Linked DNA regions of Triticum aestivum: region 1 is linked to region 2. Evidence: chromatin contacts called from public Hi-C data. All regions are on one chromosome and are shown on one strand. Each heading gives the region's core, a stretch centred on a gene start, on an enhancer-like site or on the middle of the called end of the contact. The rest is flanking DNA. Distances are from core to core; before and after follow the strand shown. Region 1 holds the start of LOC123040082. Region 2 has its middle 130 kb from the start of LOC123040080.

Region 1 (4,919 bases), core at 640-3,139, 310 kb after region 2:
GCTCGAGAGTCCAGCGTGCGGGAGCGGACACAACAAATAAACGGCACGCCATGACGTTTTCGCCCGCACGCTGAATTAGATATGCCGCGCGCGGTTTTCGCGTGTCCGCTGGAGCGCCCGGAGCGATAGCGCGCACTAAAAACACTACTCCCTCCGTCTAGGTGAGTAAGTCATCTTAGCTTGTGCATCGTGACCAAGAAGGAGGGGAAAACGAGAAAACTTAATGTTTATTTGCTAATTAATAGCCTTGCATGCAATGAACTAACCACTGCATGTTGTGTTTGGTAGTCTCAAGTCATTAAAAATATGCACACCCCACATCTTTTATTGGCTGATATGTCAAAAAACAAAAAACAAGGTAGAAGTTAATGCACCGCGCCTAAGTGTTTTGGAATTATTTAGTTTTCGTAAGATGACTTACACACCTAAACGGAGGGAGTACTTTTTTAACGCGACGTTTATATAGTGCGGCTATTGAAAATGCTCTGAGGTTATTATCACCGGACAAACAATGGATAAGCATAGTAGTCCTCGAGATTGGCTTGGCGAGAAAGTGCCATGCTTGATGTCGTTAAGCAGGTACATACTGCTACTGCCTCCCAAATGAAACGTCAGATGTCAAACCGATTCTGAACGAGTATTGAATTATACTGCTAGTCAGAAAATAAAAAAGAATAGTAGAGTCCCGTCAAGAAAGAAGCGAAGAAAATTCCAAATGGGGCGAGATTCTCTTTCACCCACACGCACCCGCCACATACATACAGTACTTAGTAGTACTCTCACCTTCTAAAATTAGTATAAAGTTGAGTCACTTATTTCAGGATTAAAGGAATAACATATAATATTTTCTTCATTCCAAAATAGATGTCTCAAGCTTAGTACTCCCTCCGTTTTTAAATGTAAGTCCTTGTAGAGATTCCACTGGATGGACTACATACGAAGCAAAATGAATAAATCCACACTTAAAATACATCTATATACATCCGTATATAGTTCATAGTAGAGTCTCTACAAAGATTTACATTTAGGAACGGAAGGAGTATAACTTTATACTGAAATTAGTACAAAGTTGAGACACTTATTTTGAAACGGAGCGAGTAATAGCAGCACAAACAAAAGGCACATGCGCAAACCATCAGAGGTCTTGGCGTCTCGATCAGTTCGGTTCGGAAGCTTTGCTACTCCCTCGCCTATTGCTTGCTCAGTTTATGGAGCGACCTGGCCTGGCGGACGAGTGGCCACGAGATAGGCCTCTTTCCGGAGCGGCGAGCCGGCGAGCAAGCTTCTGGTTCTGACTTCTGACCGACGACCTGAAGCCTGGAGCGGAGCGGAGCACGCTTCGGATTCAGACACGAGCGATCATCATCCCCGCAACATAGCGCGAAAGATATATCCTACATTATCCGCTCAGCCAGTCGTACGAGAAAAATCTTGCTGCCTGGTCGTTAGTTTAGTGATCTAAACGCTCTTATATTAGTTTACGGAGGGAGTACTAATAAAAAAGTGCCCTCTCTGCCAGTACCACTAGTATATGTATATGATCTTGGAGTAGTATTACAAGCAAAAATCTTGCGATGAGGTAAAAAGTTTATCTGTAGTACTGTAAACAAATGGAGGACGTTTTTGCTGTAATGCCCTACATTTGATTACAAGGGGAGTACGTAATTCACTACGAATACTACTAGTAACAATTTGAAGTAGGCGATTCAAATGACCAGTGCAAACATTCCATACTATTGAGAATTTGCTGAGGAGGCGTTTCTATACCAATCAAACCTTTGTAGACCTCGGTTTTGCAGGAGGAGATTTTCATTCAGCTGTCGCTACCGTCGTCAAATTCCAGCCAAAAATTAAGAGCACCCACCCACTTCCCCCTTTGCAAAAACAGCCAAAGCAGTCGCAACTCGCAACCCGCCCACTTCCCCCTTCCCCCGGAACTTCTCCGACCCCCAGCAGAGCCAGCGGCGGCCATGCCTGAACTTGTGTACGCCAATCTGTCTTGCATTCCGAATCTCGATTGCGCCTCCGCCCCGCCGCCGCGCCCTTTCTGCGCCTCCGCGGCGGCCTACCTTGCCCTCCACCTCGCCGCGCCTGTGGCCGTCGTCGTCGTCTGGTGGCTCTGGAGGAACCTCCTGCTTCTGCCTATGCCTCTGGAGGGGTTCGCGGGTGGTGGAGACGGCCGCCGCCTGCCGGAGCAGCAGCCGCCCCGCACCCACACCTTGGTGGACGCGAACGGTGTCGCAGTCGCCGCCGCAGCCGCCCGCGGCTTCTTCGAAGAGGAAGAGACCACCCGTCCAATCCTCCTCCGTCGCAGGGCGCCCCACGCCGGCGCCGACGGGTACTTCCGATACCCGCAAATCCGCTACCTCGAAGCAGTTCCTCAAGCCCGCCTCATCGACCCCGAATCCATGGAGGAGATGACGCGGGGGCGGCGCCACGCCGTCGGCATGCTCAGGCAAGCCGCGATCCACTACGACGACCCCATCCGCAGGTGTTGCAGCACTCTACCAATTTCTCACCCATCTCTTTCTTTCTTTCTTTCTTTCTTGTTTCAGTCTGTACGATTTTTTTCCACGGAAATTTCATTCTGTACGATGTCTCTGTTAGAACACTCTGTCTGTCCCTGTTGCTCTGTCAAGTTCAGTTAGGAAACATTTTCGATTCTCTTCAAATTTTCATTGCGAGGGATAACAGTAATGTTGCTGATGCGTTGCTGTCTTCATTCACTGCTCTCTGAAGCGTTCAGCATATTAAATTTTCCAATGGAATTCAACGAACAGTGGGTTTCCATTTTAAGGTAGTACCAGTATACAGGTGTTTATCCTGGCTAAAGATGCAGACAGCCAGTGGTTTAGCACAGATTTATAGCCACAAGTTGTTCCCAAGGTTCAGTTAACCGCTGGATTACACAAGTTCAATAAGCCATACTCATACAAGTTTGAAACACAAAGCTCAAGCTGAACTTATCCTTTGCAGCAGTGCGTTTCTGCTCTTCATTTTCTACACACACGCACTGTATGTTTGGCTGTAAACTGTTGTTCCGTTTATGAAATGGACAATGAGTTGCCTGATTCGAGGTTTTTTACTTGATTAACGTTAAACCGTTGAACCCAATGGCCAATGTTGTAGTCTGTAGTTCAAAATGTTGCATTCAGATGTTATATGGGTTTCATGCTGAATGCTTTGTTAGTCCATATCATGCCATGTAATGGTCAATGTTGCAGTAAATCTGAGTACTAGCAAATGATGATAAAAAAAGCACTCGGAACCCCCATCTAGGCACTCCTTATTTTCGTACCAGCAACCCTTCTGCTTCTATGTTGGCATAGCTCCCTGGAGCACTCTTTAATTTTCAACTCCAGAGAGGATGTACCCATGCCCCTGTCTATTATCGGATACTTTTATTTAACGACTATTTTCTCTGAAATGGGCAACATTTTCTCACTGCCTGGCACGGCTCTAGTAGGAGCAGTTTGGTATTTTCTTTTCTAGAATACAGTTTGGTATTTTCTGTGTAGGCACTAGATTTTACTAGAATGTACTACTCCCTCCATTCCTAAATATAAGTCTTTGTAGAGATTCCATTATGGACTACATATGGAGCAGAATGAGTAAATCTACACTCTAAAATGCATCTACATACATCCGTATGTGCTCCATAGCGAAATCTCTACAAAGACTTATATTTAGGAATGAGGGAGTACGTGAATATGGTATTTTCCTCGGGATATTTTTTAAATGTGCAACAATTCTTGCCTCCAAGGGAATCACCGGAGCACTATCTGTGCAATGTGCTTCGATATGGTAGTTTCTCCAGACTTTTCTGCAATGTGCAATGTTTTAAAGTCTCTCTGTCTGTACGGCTGGACTATCAAGTCCTCCTCAGCACACACTTTCTCTGTTAGACCCAGTTACAGAACATTTCTAATACCACTTCCAAGTTTTGGATTCTTGTTTTTTTCCATAAAAAGAGAAACACATACACCACTTCCATGTTTCATGCTCGGCATACGCCTGCCATGTAGAGCATATTATGCCCTGATTTCCTGCCAATTGCTACACCACTTTTACATCTTAAATCTTGCAGTAATGGCATTTCTTGCACAATATATAATCCGCGCGGATACTATTGCGGGCACCTAAATTAGCGCACATATCTGGTTCATATAATCTTATAAAATACCAGACATCTGCAAGGAAGGAGAACTGTATGCTGGCAATATGGAATTTCTCCTCACATTTAAAACGATCGAGTTAATTGACTTGTTTCAGTAATTGACCAAGTAACTTCTGGCTGAGTGACTACAACAAATTATACTCTTACCATTATGTTTAAAATCATGGGGATGGGGTTGCCTTTGTTTCAGTTATTTTTCCAGTAGTTTCTACCACAGTGAATGCTTCTGTTGGAACACATCTGCTATTATGTTTGGTGAGAGAGAGAGAGAGAGAGCCTATGATTTTTTACAATTTCTGCGGGGCTTTCTGAAAGTTTGTACGCACTTTGCAGTAGATTCTGATGTTTTTGCAGTAGATTCTGATGTTTGAATCTTTTCCATGAAACAGATTGTCCAATGTCGAAGGAAACCCATCAGTTTTTCAGGGAGATCCTTGTGTGTTGGCCACAGAATCAACTGATATTGTTATCAAGCTAAAAATTGCTACTGCACTTGTCTGTTTAATATGGCGAGAACTGAATGGGAACAGTCAGCAATTATGTCAAGAAGTAAAAGAAGAGTGCTTTTCATTGGTTGCTGGGCAATCTGTGGAGAAGCTCCTTGAGCTAGCACGTTCATTCAGCGAGGCAAGCTGGTGTGCTTGCCATGTTAAGGAAGTGCTGACTATCGTTGACGCAATCGTTGATGTCCTGTACAATTTACAGGGCTTACCTTTGAACAGATCTGGTGAGATTGCTGTTA
Region 2 (4,833 bases), core at 955-3,454:
GCACGCGCTAAGGGCATCCTCAACAGACGCGCCAAAAGACGCGCGTGCGGTAAACTGGGGTTTTAGCGCGCGCGGCAACTTTTCGCGCGCTCCAGCGGTGGCGGGAAATTACCGCGCGCGGGAAGCGACAGCGCACGCGGGAGATTGCGGCAGCTCGCGCGGTAGATTTGGCGCGCCGCTTCGGGCGCTTCTATAAAATGCGGCGCTCGCCACGCGCTCCACCACACTGCCACACGCCCTTCCCCTCGCCACCTCGCCGCTTCCACGCTTCTCGCCGCTTCCAGCACCCCGCCACCACCGCGCCACCATGCCGCCGCGCCGCCGGGGATCTTCGGGCTACCGCGGCGTCCGCGAGCGCCCCAACGGCTGGTACTCCGCCGAGATCCGGTCCGGCAACGTCCGGCTCGGCTCGTTTTGGACCACAAATGAGGCGGCCCGCGCGTACAACGCGGCGGCGTGGCGCCTAGAGAAGCCCCCATCGCAGATGAACTTCCGGGACGTCCACACGCGCGAACAGGCGCAGGCCGTCGCCCCTCCGCCTCGTCTGATCACGGACCAGGACCGTGCGAACCATGTTCGGCTGCAGCGCCGCCTACTCGTCGCCGAGGAGGACGAGCGAGCCATGGTGGAGTGACGCCGGCGCCACCCGGAGGACGTCGCCAACGAGCGCGCCTACTGGGCGGAGAGGACGGCAAGGCGCCGCGCGGAACGGGCGGATCGGCGTCGGTGGAAGGCATTGGCGATATCGCAGTGCGATATCGTTGAAGTAGGTGGGAGGTAGATCTTCACGTCAGACGATGAACGTTGGGAGGACATATGGATCGATACCTCGGACAACACCTCCGAGGATGAAGATGATGATGAGGACTCGTAGTAGTTCTAACTGCACCGTAGTTTTATCTAGTTGCACAGTAGTTTAATTTTATGTAGTTGCACCATAGTTCGGTTTTATCTATCTATGCTATGAACTTGTTTTTATCTATTTGTATCGTTTTAACTATGTGAAATATATTTGTATCTTTTTTATATCTATGTGAAATTTATTCTGTGTTCAAAATGCAATAAATATGGACTTGCACACGCTGCATTTTAGCGCGGCTGATGGGGCCAGCGCTGTGCGCCGCGCCAAACCTGACGATGGGCACGCGGCAAACTATTTTTTAGCGCGCCGCGCGTTTGCGCAGCTGTTGAAGATGCTTATCCGACGCCCCAAATTTAGAGCATCTCCAACATTGGTTTAGCGCCGCGCGTTGCCTATTGGCTCATGTCATCAGAGGCTACGGCGACGAGCCGTGCAATCTCAGGTCACCTACTTTATGGAGCGATCCTTTCCTTGGGTGCGAGAGGCCGCGATACCTCCGGCGACCAGGCTTCTTCCGCAACGACAGCGAAATCAACGAAATTTCGATCGGTTCAACGTAGTACGTAGTAGGAAAGATATAGAAAAAAAAGGAAAAGGTAGAGATGTCTACAGAAAGCCACCACCGCCAGTAATAACATGGATAACAGATTGACACCAACCAGTGACAATCGCTATCCGTGGTATCGTGGATAACTGTTGTCATAGCGACACACACGTTTAATTTGGATCAATTCAAGTTTATATTTAATGAATTCTCAGTTTTATGGGATGTTTTGGAATCGAGTTGTTTACATCGCTTCTTTACGAGTAGTATTCAAGATTAATTGCGTACCTCAAAATAAAATGCGATCACATGTAGATCGGGCTTGTTTAAAATTTCGATTGCTTTCACCCGGACTGCTGGATTGAAATACAAGGGTGCGGCACCACCGTTCTTTTTTACTTCTCTCGTTGGCCCTCAACCCGACCGGTCCAATCCTTGACATTTTATGAAGTGAAAACAACAAGTTTAGCTGGATGAAAGCGAACAAAAGAAACAGAGCACAAACAAGTAGACAAGGCTGTGAGGCCACCCATGGGCGCCACCATCAACGACCAGACAGCAAGATTTATCTCGTCCAAGTGGCCCAGGGGATAATATAGGATACACACATCGCCCGTGTTGAAATCCGAAGCGTGCTCCTCCCCGCTCCAGGTCATCAACTCATTTGACAGAACCCGACGCCTGCTGGCTGGCAAGCCGCTCGCCACTCCGGAAGGAAAGAGGCCTACCGTGCGTGGCCACTCGTCCGCCACTCCAGATCGCTGCATAAACTACTACTCGTATCGAGCGATGACTACGGAACCAATAGGCGAGGGAGTAGGCAAAGCCGCCGACCCGAACTGATGATGGGGACGCAACGTATATCTGACGGTGTGCGCGTGTGCCTCGTCTGTTGTACATGTGGCGGGTGCGTGTGGGTGAGAAAGAATCTTTCCCCATTCAGAATTTTCTTCGCTTCTTTGTTTTAGGCCAACTCCAACGCGCGAGCCCAAACGGACGTTTGGCGAGGCAATGTAGCCATGTTCATCTGGATTTGTGGATGCGCCGGTCGTACGTCCAACACGCGACCACATCTCGTCCGCTGTGCATGCAAAATAAGAAAAGAACAAATGGTGTAGCTAAATGGCCATAGTACACGCAAGTTCATGCAGCCAGCCTTCAAAATAGACAGCCATCGTGGTCGTGGTCATGCTCTTACCTAGTTCAAGCCGTCGCGAGCGAACATTTTCTTCTGCCGGTTCGCGAACCAAGCCCTCCTCTCCGGTGACATGTTGTTCTTGTCCACACTCATAAACGTGAGCGCCATCTCCTTGGTGTCGGTGTCAAAACCGACGGATCTCGGGTAGGGGGTCCCGAATTATGGACCTTGGATCGATGGGGAACATTGGACTCGGGACACGGTGTTTTTTTTTAGAACGAAGGCTCGCGATGAGCCCGGCTTTGAATTAACAAAGCCATCAACCGGCCAGGAGTTACAGCAAACAACCAAATTACATCGGTCAGAACGATACAATGGAAACACTGGACTGAAACGCTAACTACAGCCTCCACAAGCAGCTAATGCAAAGGAAATTAAGATTACAGCTAGCAAAGGCCGAGCACTCCCACACTAGGATCAAATGAGGAAAAACAGAGCAGCAAAGCAGGGCATATCCGACCTTCAAAAGATGGCCATGCTCCAGGAACACCTAGATAGGAAGGGGAACAACATCTTCCATCTCAACCACCGAAGAGGGACCCTACCCCCTCGCCATGTCTAGTAGGCGCCGCACCGTCGGGATTTCGAGGAGCTCACCCTAGAGCTCAAAGAATGCCGCCCTCACATCGGAAGGTGGACATAGTGCGGCCACTTCGATTTGGGATATCCCTAGCCGGCCGCTCCGCCACGGTCCATGCCCAGCTAGGTGGAAATACGCTTCGTGGAAACGAACGATGAAGAGGAGGCAGCTTCATCCCTCACCTGCAGCGCCTCCCGACCGCAACCCGCCTCCCTAACGGCGCCTCCAGCAAGTTCACGACGCGCAAGGCGCCGCCGCCGCCAAATCCGAGAGGATATAAGGTTTTCACCCGGGCAGGGTGGGTCGGGGTGGAAGCAGGGGACCTCGGCTGCGCCTCCATGGAGGAAAGCAGCGCCCTTGGGCGTTGCCGCCGCCGGACCGGCCGGACCGGCCAAGGTTTGCCCCGGTCCCCTAGCTGGCCACCAACTCGCACCGACGCCAGGGCCAGAGAGCAGATCACTAGCCACCGCCGACGGCGAGAGAGAGGTAGCCGGGAAGGGATTGCGAACCTCCAGATCTGACGCAGAAATTCGCGCCGCGGCCGGATCCACCAACCACCCGCCGCCCGTGCGGCCAGGCACGCTGGCCAGCTCCCCTGCGAACGCCGCCCACCGCTCGACGGCGCCGCCTCGCCGGTTGGGGCCGCCGCCCCAGGAACCGCAGGCCTCCGAGAGGGGATGGAGCGCCGAGATCCCCGCCGCCACCTTCACCGGCGCCCGCGCAGGCTTCCCGGCGGCCGTCTCCGGTAGCGGCGAGGGGATGAAGGGAGTGGAGGGGGCTGGCGGCGGCCGCGGAACCCTAGTCGCCCCCGAGTCGCCCAGGGGGGCGACGCGAGGGCCGAGGGGGAGGAGGGGATCCAAGGACACGGTGTTTACCCATCAACAAATTTTCTTTCATGTTTCGAGGGGGATAATCAGCAACCTGGCCCTCCTGCACTTATGATTGGAACACCTACGGCACGGCTGTTTGCTTGGTGATGCGCGGCGCCAAAGAGAGCTGTCTGTACTGATGTTAAAAAAACGTATCTTATTTCTAGTACCGGAAAGCGCGTACCGATAAACAAGTTGGTGGCCAGTCTAGAAAGAACAAGAGCTAGAAAGGAGATTTGACTAGCTAGCACCATAAAGCACACGCCTATAAAGAGAAGCAAACAATTCGGAGATATTACTTGTCAATGCTATATGCGGTGCTTTCGTTTGTGCAGTGAGCAACCTGATGGTGACAGGGAATTGGAGCTCTCCCATGTTGCTAAACTAGTGTCAAGTCACCGGCAGGCGATGCAAATTGTAGTATGATGCACCGAAATTGGAGAATCACAGAAGCTTGGCTCGAGTAGGCCTCATTCAGGGAACCTAATAAGTAGAGGAGAAAAAAATGTGGCTTCCCTTGATCCCTGAATGATTAGGTTCATTCACACCACACCAGCGATGGTTCCGTTAAGCCCGGCGTGCTTTGTTGCCGTCCTCGCAGAAGCAGCCCTTGTCCGAGTGGTGTCTCCCGGCCCGCCGGCGGGAAGGACCTGCAGAGTGTAGACGGCGGCAACGGCGACCTTTGTCAAGATCCTCTTTGGATCCCAACGGTAAACGCCATGCATGCCACACTGCGACTTCCGAGTTGTTTCCTTTTCTTGTCCTTTTTTTCTAATCTAA

Evidence for each region. Hi-C and Micro-C count contacts between places; a contact is called where the count stands out from the background.
Region 1: a Hi-C map of leaf shows a contact between it and region 2, with 6 times the contacts expected there. The contact joins the promoter of LOC123040082 here to the enhancer-like site in region 2. A contact is called at or near these places in 2 of 5 Hi-C or Micro-C datasets (both in leaf).

What each region holds. Positions count from the first base shown.
Region 1 is chr2B:24,373,099-24,378,017 of IWGSC CS RefSeq v2.1, forward strand. It overlaps LOC123040082, which reads left to right and starts at 1,890. Exons shown (of 2, transcript XM_044463022.1): 1 at 1,890-2,491; 2 at 4,567-4,919. The coding sequence starts at 1,971.
Region 2 is chr2B:24,060,032-24,064,864 of IWGSC CS RefSeq v2.1, forward strand. No RefSeq gene overlaps it. Among protein-coding and RNA genes, the nearest start is that of LOC123040080, 130 kb to the right of the region's middle. Within about 2 kb of position 2,205, at least 4 of the 8 cell types and tissues checked have an H3K27ac peak or open chromatin away from gene starts, as enhancers often do. A contact at or near this core is called in leaf, where this site is marked.